Linked DNA regions of Gasterosteus aculeatus: region 2 is linked to region 1. Evidence: chromatin contacts called from public Hi-C data. All regions are on one chromosome and are shown on one strand. The core of a region is the stretch at or near the end of the contact, and the rest is flanking DNA. Distances in the headings are between cores, read along the strand shown.

Region 1 (5,599 bases), core at 2,319-4,818:
GATCAGCGTGTTCAACATATCGTTATTATTGTGCAGCCGGAATTTTGTTTATTAAACTGTGCAGATCGGCAAAAAAAAGTCAGAAATCCCACTAACAAGCGGAATCATATCGACGCTCTTCTGACACACCAAAACAATGAGGTCGCTGTTAAGTACAACCCGTGAAACGTGTAGCGCTGACGGGTCAATTACGTGTGAGGCGACACAAAAAAACAAAACACACAATTAGGAGATGCATAAAAACAGAAAAAGTCACGTCATGTGCGGTTTCCATCCACTCAGATCAGACACAGCAGCGCTCAGGATGAGTGATGACGAGCTGTCAATCATTCCCCCCCTCTCACCGTCTGCGGCTGCTGCTGGCAGGGGGGCTCCCGCTCGGCCGTGGGGGGGAGGGACTCGCCGGAGAACAGGATCAGGTCGTCTTTGTCCCGAGAGATCTGTGGGAGGACGCAGGAGAGCGAGGGTGAGGGCCCACCCCTACACACACACGCACACGCACCGATGGCGTGTATATTCAGGAGGGTGACGGAGGGGAGTTTATCCCTACAGAGCAGTGAAAACATGTGACCTAATGTCTGATCTGCTGTGTGGCACCTATTGACACGCCGTGGTGGTTTAAGGGGGCGGAGCCATGTTGAGAGCACGTTGGCGAGCGGATGCAGCGAGGAGGTCCTGGTGTCAACCAGCATATTTCACCTAAACACCAGTTTGGCGTCAGATAGATTATCAGAGCGTCGTTACCTGGCTGATGTCCGGCTCTGACCTGCTGGAGCAAAGCGTCTTCAGCTCTCTGATTAAATCCGTCTCGTCATCAGAGAACACGGACAGACCCTCCGGCTCCCTGCGGACAGCGACACTCAGAACACGCAACAGGCCAATGATCACGCTCACGCACCGACGGTGGTCAACACAAACCTGTGGCCGTTGCCGTTGGCGATGAAGCTGACGTCGGTGCTGGACAGAGAACCTGCAGACAGGTGGGTCGGGTTATAAACCAGACTAAAGCTGAATATGATGTAGTTAATAAGCAGCTTTCTACTGAATGTGAGATCGCCCCCCGGTGGCTCCTGCTGACACTTCACCATCAGATCCACTTTTCTGTGTTTGATTATTAGCACATCTTTGTCTTGAAAAGTTGCAGGAGGTAAATATGGAGGTCCAGACCCCCCCTCCCCCCGAGTGCTCCATCCAGGCCGCCTTACCTTCTCTGAAGGAGCCCCCGGAGCTCCAGCTCAGGGCGGCGCCCCCCTTCTTGCGAGGACTGGTGTTGGACCGCCTCAACCTGCCGCCGTCCCGTCCCTTCCTTCCTCCCCCGCTTCCTATGTAGCAGCCGATGGCCGACAGAGGGAAAGTCACGCCTTGAAACTCCAGCAGGTACCTGTCGATCTCTGCGGGAGAAGAAAGGAAAGTGGGCGCACGTTGGTGCAGAGGTTCCCTCCCCATCACCGGCAAGGAGGAATACGCACCATGGCGAGGCAGAGGGCAGCCCTGGAGGACCGCCTTGTTGACCAGGATGCTGAGCGCGGCTTTCACCACGGCCTGCTGCCCGGCACTCAGGCCGCAGTTGCTAGGAGACGTTCGATGCGACAAAGAGGAGGAGGCGGGGCAGCGCCTGGCCGTTACCCGCGAGATGACGGCTGCTTCCACGCGGGGGACGACCACGACGTTCCAGAGCCGAGCCAGCCACCTGACGCGCCACAGAGAACGTGAGAGAGAAAGTCACACGGAACGTCACAGGACAGGAGCTCGGGAAGTGGAACTTGCAATTCGCTGTTTCACAAACACACCTTACGACCGCCTGCGTGTTGTCGGGGGCGACGGGGCAGGACAGGAAGAGCTGGGGGCCCAGCAGAGCTTCGTGGGTCCCCAGACGGGACAGACAGGCGTTGAGCTGCTCCCAGACGAGGCTCACCCACGAGGCGCAGCGCTCCGTGGCGCCTTCAGGTGACCAGACTCCGGTCCCCATCTAGAGGGAGGGGGGGGGGGTGGACCTTTAGTTTTTTCATTATTATTTATTGTTTTTAAACCACTGTGGTGGAGCTCAGCCTCCAGCTGACCTTGTGAAGCAGCTTCCTGCGCAGGTGCCTTCCCAGAAGGCCGTGCAGCGGCTCCTGATCCCAGCGCAGCGTCACCCAGCGGAAATGCTGCTGGAGGCGGAGCTCCGATCCCTGCAGGCGGGGCTTGGACAGCGTCGCAATAAGGAAGCTGCCTTCGCAGAAGCGGTGGGGACCTGAGGGGGGCGGGGGGGGGGATGACAAATGATGACATTGATGACAAATCAGTTGATGATGACAAATCAGTTAAGTCGGCTTATTTCACTTCTAATCAGAGAAGTTTTCCATATTTACTCCAATTTTATTTTAAAATATTTAAATTAGGGTTGTCAACATAAACGCATTAATGTATGCGATCAAAACATGCGATTAACTATTGACAGCCTTAATTTAAATATTAAAATGCCAACATCAGCGCTGGGCGGCACGGTGGTGTGGTGGTTAGCACTGTCGCCTCACAGCAAGAAGGTCCTGGGTTGGACTCCGCCCAGTGGCCTTTCTGTGTGGAGTCTGCATGTTCTCCCCGTGTCTGCGTGGGTTCTCTCCGGGTTCTCCGGCTTCCTCCCACAGTCCAAAGACATGCTCTGGGGATCAGGTTAATTGGGGACTCTAAATTGTCCATAGATGTGTGAATGTGAGTGTGAATGGTTGTGTGTCTCTGTGTAGCCCTGCGATTGGCTGGCGACCAATAAGCAGTTTGACAATGGATGGATGGACATCAGCGCTGCTCTAAAACAAAGACAACCCTCTGGGAGGAAACATGATGTTTATGAGGCTCTTTTTGTTGCACTTGCCGCCCGTACCCGTGCTGAGGACCAGCGGAGAAGCAGAGCTCCGGTCATCCAGACTGTGGCAGAGGTCTCCCAGCAGGCCCGTTAGGGACGAAGCCTTCTCCAGTCCCTCCAGCACCACCACCACACAGGCACCAGTGGACGCCCCCCCCACCGGCACCAGGAATCCTGAGACGGACACGAGCAGACAACCGAGTATTCAGAGACGAGTCCCTGAAGGATCCACTAATGTACCTCCATCGCCACGGCAACAGACTCCTCCTCTCTGCCGATGTCAGGGAGGTGCTGGTGCTGATAATGGGGTAATGGGGTTTTCTTTTTGTTGGTTTCTCAATGGATTTCTGTGTATTTTACAAATAAACACGATTTTACTCATGTAAGTCTGATTAGCAACCGAATATGAAGAAGAAACAAAAAAGGGGGCTGTCATACGCTAAAAATATTATAGTATATGTTAAAAATATTATAGTATAGTTATAATATATATTTATATAATGATTTAAAAGTCATCACCAAAAAGACATTTTGATTAATGAGATCTCGGACCCTGGTTGAGAACCTCACAGACGTTCATAAGCTACACGAATCATTCATCCAGTGTGTGTGAGTGAGTGTGTGTGTGTGCGTGCGTGCGTGTACGTGTGTGTGTCCCTACCACAGGTGATGAAAGTCTCCAGCAGCTGCTCTCTGGTCAGGCTCTCCCCCACTTCCACCCTCACCACGTCACAGGCGAGCCCCCCCATCTCCTGCTTGGACTGGGTGCAGAGAGGGAGAGAGAGGGAGGGGTTGGAAGGCAGCACGTTGTCATGGAAACAAAGAACATCTAGTACCACTTTGCGCCGGGAGAATTTCAATAAGCAGAGAGGGATTTTCCGATCAAAGATTGAACGTTCCACATTATATAATGAATGTGCAAGGTGGAGGGGGGCAGATGGCCTGCAGAGTCAAGAACTCCCTGAATTCACGCCGCTCAAAAAAACTATGTGTTATTTCAAAGAGCTCATTGTGAATAAATCTGGACTGCGTTATAATAATAATGAAACATTTTCTTCTCACCAGATTCATGTGCTGCCAAGGAACAATAAAAAAAGGTCCATGTGATACGTTCACCATGGCAACAGTAGAGAGGGATCACTGCTGTGAGCAGCACGCCACACAGACACTTCCAGATCTACTGACTCTGGTTTGTTGGTTGTTACGATTAAAGCTTCTGGTGCACCTTTATGCAGCGGGCCACCAGGTTGGCGACGGATTCCTGACAGCTGCCCTCGAGCCCGTGAAAGATGAGGTTCCCGTACTGTTCCACCTGCATGGAGGAGAGAGAGAGACTTCACTTTATTTATATTTTCCAAATGAAGTAAATTGTCCCAATAAAGAAAAGGATTAGCTCATTTATTACCAATGTGTCCTCCAATTGAATTAATTATTGAATCATTGTGACAACAGAAAACAAGCTTTTCCTAGACACAAGAAACTAAATAAAGATAAATCCTCAACTGTGATGAACGAGCTGCTGCGGATCCGCGGACTACAAAAAATATTAGTTCAATCTGACTAAATGTAGCTTGCAGCGCCACAATCCTGTGTGTGTGTGTGTGTGTGTGCGCGCGTACCAGGCGGACGTAGTTGTGCAGCAGCGGCAGTGGGAGGAGGTGTTCAAGAGCCAACTCATCGAGACACGACTCAGACAGACCTGTCGGAACACACACACACACACACACACACTCACGATAAATCCTCAGACCGGCTCTGGTTTCCTCGGTGACATCACTCGGCCGAGGGCCTCAAGGTGCCCTTGTGGTTCAGACAGTCATGAAAGTCGAAACGCTGCAGGTTTGATCGCCACGTCGTCCTCGAGATGATGTAATGAGTGTTTCAATCTTTGAATCTGAAACATCACACGGTATGTGCACATTTATTTATAACGCTTTCTTTTATCATTAATTTCAAATCCCGCCTTCTGTGCCTCGTTTTTGGATCTTTTATTTTTTGATGCACATCTCACCAGATTTAAATAATGTAACTTCCCTCATTTCCTGGAGAGAGGAGAAGAAAGAGACGGGATTCGGCAGCAGAGGACGTCCGTTTGTTTGAGCTTTCTTTAGACGACGTAGAAACAAAGTGTGAGGGATCTATTCCCTCCGTCCCGCTCATACACAAAACATCCACATGTTCCCCCGTGTTCCTTCTGGGATAATTTGAGAAATGTGAGACGACCTGGTAACTCAAAGGACGTCACATGGAAATAACTTTTTACAGAAATGAAGCACTAATTAGAGGGAGAAACGCTTTTCAGTGCATCCAATTAACCCTCACGGTACTCTGGAAAGCGCATAAATCAGGAAATTGGTATAGAATAAAGACTCAACTTCCACATATATGGAGAAAAGAGGTGCCATTGTCTCCGTTAGAATATATAATTCAACCACCTTTATTTTATCAGTTTATACATCCGCCCCCTGATTTAAGCTGATCACACAGCATCTTTTGATCCACAAATAGCACATTCATTAGCTGCTATTTACTTGTTTACACTGATGGCAATACCCGCCTCACTCGCTGCGAGACGTCTTCCCAAAGACGAAGACGCAGAAAGAAGGAGAGGAGCGATTCATGATTGATGCTTTTATCTTTAAACGAAGCCCCCGACGTGCCTCACATCCTGCTGCAACACCGCCCACGCTGCCCTTTTATCCACCAACACTGGTTCGGACTCAGACAGAACCAGACTCTGGTTGGTGGGTATCGTAC
Region 2 (5,338 bases), core at 302-2,801, 41 kb after region 1:
CTGGCCTCAGGTGGCTCAGATTAAAGTGCAGACTGGCATTTAAAAAGCACAGTTGGATGAGCAGCTGCATGTGAACATTCTTTAAAAGTGAGGAAGTGTCTCCTCTTAGTGGATGAAACAGGAAGTAGGTTTGAGAGAGCAGTCGTTCACCGGTTTCTTTTTGACAACAATTCTGGTATTTTAAGGAGAAGGAGTGGTCAAAAAAGTATTCACTCAACTTATATATATATATATATATATATATATATATATATATATATATATATATATATATATTCCATCATTGAGGCTAGTTAGATAGGATTAGTCTTACATTTTCAAACAATGAAATAAATGGAAACAGTTTCAGGCATATTCAAGCAGCTGACCACACATGAAATATACAATAATTCATATGTGGAAAATATGTATTTATTATTGTTAGAATTCCCTTTGAAGCTGAAGTCCTGCTGCCGGTTTAGTGTCTCAATGACGGTCTCCTCATGTCCTCTAATTAAAACATCGTTAGTTTTAATGCACAATGACAGACAATAACATGCCTGCACAGACAAGATGTGAAAGTTTAATTTAAACATTAAGTTATGAATCTAAACTCTGCCCTAAAACAAACTTAACGGTACCAGTGAACAAACATCAGTCTCTGATAACATTTTAAAAGTTATGGACACTGAAACCTAGTTATAGTTATATCTCATGTATAACCGCTATACGCAGACGTGAATACCAGCGGGTCATTTCACAGAAGACTCCCCGAGAACAGGCTGCTCTCTGCGGGCTGAGATGAGGCTGACCGCTCGCTGTTGGGGGGTCTGACGGTCCCGTTAACTACACCTCACATCTCCCACATCCTGGAGCTCATTGTGAAGAAGGCTCAATGTTGATAAACCGACCACTGAAATGTTTAACAACTAACTTATAGTAACAGAATACACTTTAATATATATATCGATATAAATGTTATAATATATAACATCACATCTTAGTTTAGGAAATCGCTTAAGTTACGTGAGGTTGGTAACCGATGTCGTGTTTTTAAATGCACATAAGACGCTAGAACCAACTGCTCTTAGTGCTAACGTTAACCCGTTAACTTCCTTATCCCCCCCAACCCAGTAGAGACTCTGACCCAGACTATCAGCTGAACCTCTCCTGGGGCCATGTACTGTTCTTATGAACATCAACGTACCAACACACATTTATAACAAATACGAGCAGTTCACGTTTCCGGGAGCCGCTGCGCTGTTAACTGCAGCTCGTCTGCCCGCATCCGCCCGTAGTTATTAGTGAAGTTATGAACCTGAAATATCACTTTCTAAGTCAGTAACGTTACAGAATAAACAGACACCGAAACTGAACTCGCTTTGCTCCTTTTGTATTGTTGTCTGATTATAAACTAACTTTACATTTAGTTGTGGTCTTCTCTTCTCTCAGCCTGAAATATATCATGCTCCGTAGGAAAAGCTTTTCTTCCTAAACTATCTGAAATAAGATAAGGATAAGGAAGGACTTTGAGACACTGCTACAGCTACTGAGACACAGTCACAGACATTGAGAAAGGGCCCTTATGTGACGGGAGACGCATGTTAATGACGTCAGTATGCAGCGTCAGAGTGCAGCAGTGTGCAGCGGCGCTGCTTTGTAGTCCATCTGAAGATGGAGGATGGATGAGATGAGATGAATCTCTGAAGATGGACTACAAAGAAGCGCATCTTAGCATGGTTTGTTACATTGCGGAGTCATGCATATGATATAAAACAACCCGGTTCAAAGTATAACTTTATTAACAATGTTGTAACATAAATGGGTTATACTAGGGGTTACTTACACGATCGCCGTTTCTCGGTCATGATCGTTATTTCTCGTGGACGTGGGATGTTACGTAGCTTGTGAAAGTGGAGTCGTATTCCTATATTCTTGAATAAACCGCAGTTTTCTTTTCCTAAATCTTCGTGGATTCCCTTAACCATCTTCCATTGACCCCATTACGTTTTCCACAGAGGTCAAAGAATAGTGGTTAGGAATAGTCGTTAAGAGGTAATTTCTTTAACAATTTGAATTCCGCCGTATTTTCGCCGCTGCAGACTGACGTCACTGACATGCGTCTCCCGTCGCATCGTACTTACGTCCAGTCCATATGAGAGTAAAAGCAGAGCTGCAGTCCAGACGAGTCTCTCTAAAGAAACAACTGAATCCAGCAGCTTTTCATCAACAACACAACAGGATCTCTGACAAACTCTGGTGAGTACGCTGCTCTACAAAGACTAGATACATGAACTAAACATCTGCTCCCAGTTTCGTTCAGACCACAGTATGCTGAGTGTTGGACGTCTGCTTTTATCACAGAAATGTAGAAATGTGTAATGTGTAACGAATCAGCGGTATAAACCAAACCACAGAGACTGAACTCTGGATAGTGAGATAGTGAGACTGGACACAGTCACAGCTAGCGTTAGCTTAAGCTAACTAACCGACCTGTTTCCTGGTTTGAATTCAAACCTCGGCTCCACCCAGACAGGAAGGTCCACTCAGGGCTGACTCTTTCACACTAAAGGTCTTTCTTCAAATTAATTGATTTTAATTTTGCACTAGTCCCTCGATGCTGCTATAAAATTAATAATACAATCAAATGCTGCTTATGTGTATAACCGTAAATCAAAAAGTGTTTTATTGTTATTATGTCTGATGTGACGGTAATGGAGATATGTTGCATGTTTAATATTAAATTAATTTATTCTATTGTTATTTCGCTTAATTAACAAGTGGGTTAAGAGTGTTATTCCTGGAACGGTCCAGACATCAGACTAATGATTGTTTTATTAGTATTTAATAACAATAACTTTCTTTGATAAATAAACAAACCGCTGGTTATGTATTGCAGAAAGCCCCGCTTTTCAGAGATGGGGAGTTGGGATCAGAATCAGTTCAATTCATTTTGTATAGCCCAAAATCGCTAATTACAAATTTGCCTCAGAGGGCTTTACAGTCTGTACACATGCGATATCCTCTGTCCCGAAACCCACACATCGGCACAGGAAACACTCTCCAAAAAAATCACTGCTAATGTTTGAAACAATTCCCTTTTGTAAAGAAACTCTTTAAAGATTTGTTTTTTACTTTTAATTTTTGGAGTAACATAACTGTCTTTGCTTGTGTCATGGGGCACAGACGAATGGATTTGGGAGAGAATCCGGTCATTTTATGAAATAAAACGTCTCTATACCAAAGAGCTCCTACTAAAAATAGTTTGAATCTGTAAAAAAAAAAAAAAATCAAAAGGTATGTAATAACGTTCTTATTTCTCCACACTTGTTGTCCTCAGAGTGTCGATATGTCTGCTGCCAGCTGTCTGCTGACTGAGGATCAGTTCCTGTGCTCCATCTGTCTGGACGTGTTCACTCATCCAGTCACCATACCATGTGGACACAACTTCTGTAAAGCCTGCATCACTGACCACTGGAACGTTAATGCCCCGTCTAACTGTCCCAACTGTAAAAAGCTTTTCTACACCAGACCTGAGCTGCAGGTCAACACGTTCATCTCTGAGATGGCTGCTCAGTTCAGACTGTCAGCTCAACAGAAAGCCAGCAGCAGCAGCTCAGAGCAACAAGCTGCCCAACCAGGAGAAGTTCCCTGTGACGTCTGCACTGGAACCAAGGTGAAGGCCCTCAAGTCCTGTCTGGTGTGTCTGGTCTCCTACTGTGAGGCTCACCTGGAGCCTCATCTGACTACGTCAGGTCTGAAGAAACATCACCTGATGGACCCTGTGGAGAATCTGGAAGGCTGGATGTGTACGAAGCACGATAAACTGCTGGAGCTGTTCTGTAAGACCGACCAGATGTGTGTCTGCATGCTCTGCACTGTTGCAGACCACAAGAACCACGATGTTGTTCCTCTGAGAGAAGAATATGAAGGAAAGAAGGCCGAGCTGGGGAAGACTGAGGCTGAAGTCCAGCAGATGATCCAGAAGAGACGGCTGAAGATTCAGGAGATCAAACACTCAGTGGAGCTCAGTGAGGAAGCAGCCGACAGAGAGGTAGCAGAAGGTGTCCTGGTCTTCAGCGCTCTGAAGGAGTCTGTTGAGAGAAGCCAGGCGGAGCTCATCGACACCATCAAAGAGAAGCAGAGAAAGACCCAGAAACAGGCTGAAGGCTTCGTCAAAGAGCTGGAACAGGAGATCTCTGAGCTGAAGAAGAGAAGCACTGAGGTGGAGCAGCTCTCGCACTCTAAAGACCCTCTCCACCTCCTCCAGAGCTTCAGGACCCTGAACACTGCTCCACCCACCAAGGACTGGACAGGAGTCAGAGTCAGTGTACCTTCATATAATGGTGTCGTGGTGAGAGCTGCGAATCAGCTGGAGAAGAAGCTCAGTAAACAGATGAAGAAGCTGCTGGAGGCCAAGCTAAAGAGTGTTCAGCAGTCTGCAGTGGATGTGACACTTGATCCTGATACAGCACATCCTCAACTCATCCTTTCGGGTGATGGAAAACAAGTTAAACATGTAAAGAAAAAGAAGAAGAAGAATCTGCCAGACAATCCAGAGAGATTTAATCATTGTCCTAATGTCTTAGGAAAGCAGAGTTTCTCTTCAGGTAGATTTTACTATGAGGTTCAGGTAAAAGAGAAGACTGACTGGTGGTTAGGAGTGGTGAGAGAGTCCATTGATAGGAAGGGATTCATCTCTCTGACACGGAATGATTACTGGACTATACGTTTGTGGAATGAGAATGAGTATTTAGCTTGTGCTGACCCTCCAGTCGATCTCTCTCTGGAGTCCCGGCCTGAGAAGGTGGGGGTGTTTGTGGATTATGAGGAGGGTCTGGTCTCCTTTTATGACGTTGGTACTGCAGCTCTGATCTACTCCTTTACTGGCTGCTGCTTCACTGAGAAACTCTACCCATTCTTTAGTCCAGGTCTTTATAACAATTGTAAAAACTCTACTCCTCTAATCATCTCTGCTGTCAATCACACAGAGTAGAATAAAGAGATGATTTTCTCTTTAATATATATGTGCTTAATCTCGATCATTTCATCCAATGTTTATAATGACTGATTCAAAACTTGAGGATTGCAGGTCATACCAGGAAGAAAGATATGCCTTTTATTTGATGATTAGTATAAAGTGTAATTTTTTTCCCCTTAAAGATTTGTAATATAATTCGCAGAAGGGAATAAACAATGATTTGCCTCCGGCCTCTAAAAATGTACTGCTTCAATTTTTATTATTACAACATCAAATTACATTGTTGGAACTAGAAATTAGATCATTTTTTTAATAGGGCGGTTAGACTTAATGTTCTGGCGACGGAGCGGCACTGCCCGTGGTTGAAGCCTAAAAATA

What was found. Hi-C and Micro-C count contacts between places; a contact is called where the count stands out from the background.
Region 2: a Hi-C map of skeletal muscle shows a contact between it and region 1, with 2.9 times the contacts expected there. The contact joins the promoter of LOC120809896 here to the enhancer-like site in region 1. A contact is called at or near these places in 2 of 6 Hi-C or Micro-C datasets (both in skeletal muscle).

What each region holds. Positions count from the first base shown.
Region 1 is chrX:15,660,328-15,665,926 of fGasAcu3.hap1.1, forward strand. It overlaps cttnbp2 (cortactin binding protein 2), which reads right to left. Exons shown (of 23, transcript XM_078082446.1): 12 at 4,462-4,541; 13 at 4,068-4,154; 14 at 3,504-3,603; 15 at 2,861-3,016; 16 at 2,061-2,233; 17 at 1,791-1,969; 18 at 1,470-1,690; 19 at 1,206-1,391; 20 at 919-970; 21 at 745-844; 22 at 345-440. Among protein-coding and RNA genes, the nearest start is that of cftr, 29 kb to the left of the region's middle. Within about 2 kb of position 3,569, at least 3 of the 9 cell types and tissues checked have open chromatin away from gene starts, as enhancers often do.
Region 2 is chrX:15,702,973-15,708,310 of fGasAcu3.hap1.1, forward strand. LOC120809896 (E3 ubiquitin-protein ligase TRIM39) reads left to right here and starts at 1,552. Exons shown (of 3, transcript XM_040164068.2): 1 at 1,552-1,718; 2 at 2,082-2,238; 3 at 3,320-5,200. The coding sequence starts at 3,329. The coding sequence ends at 4,975.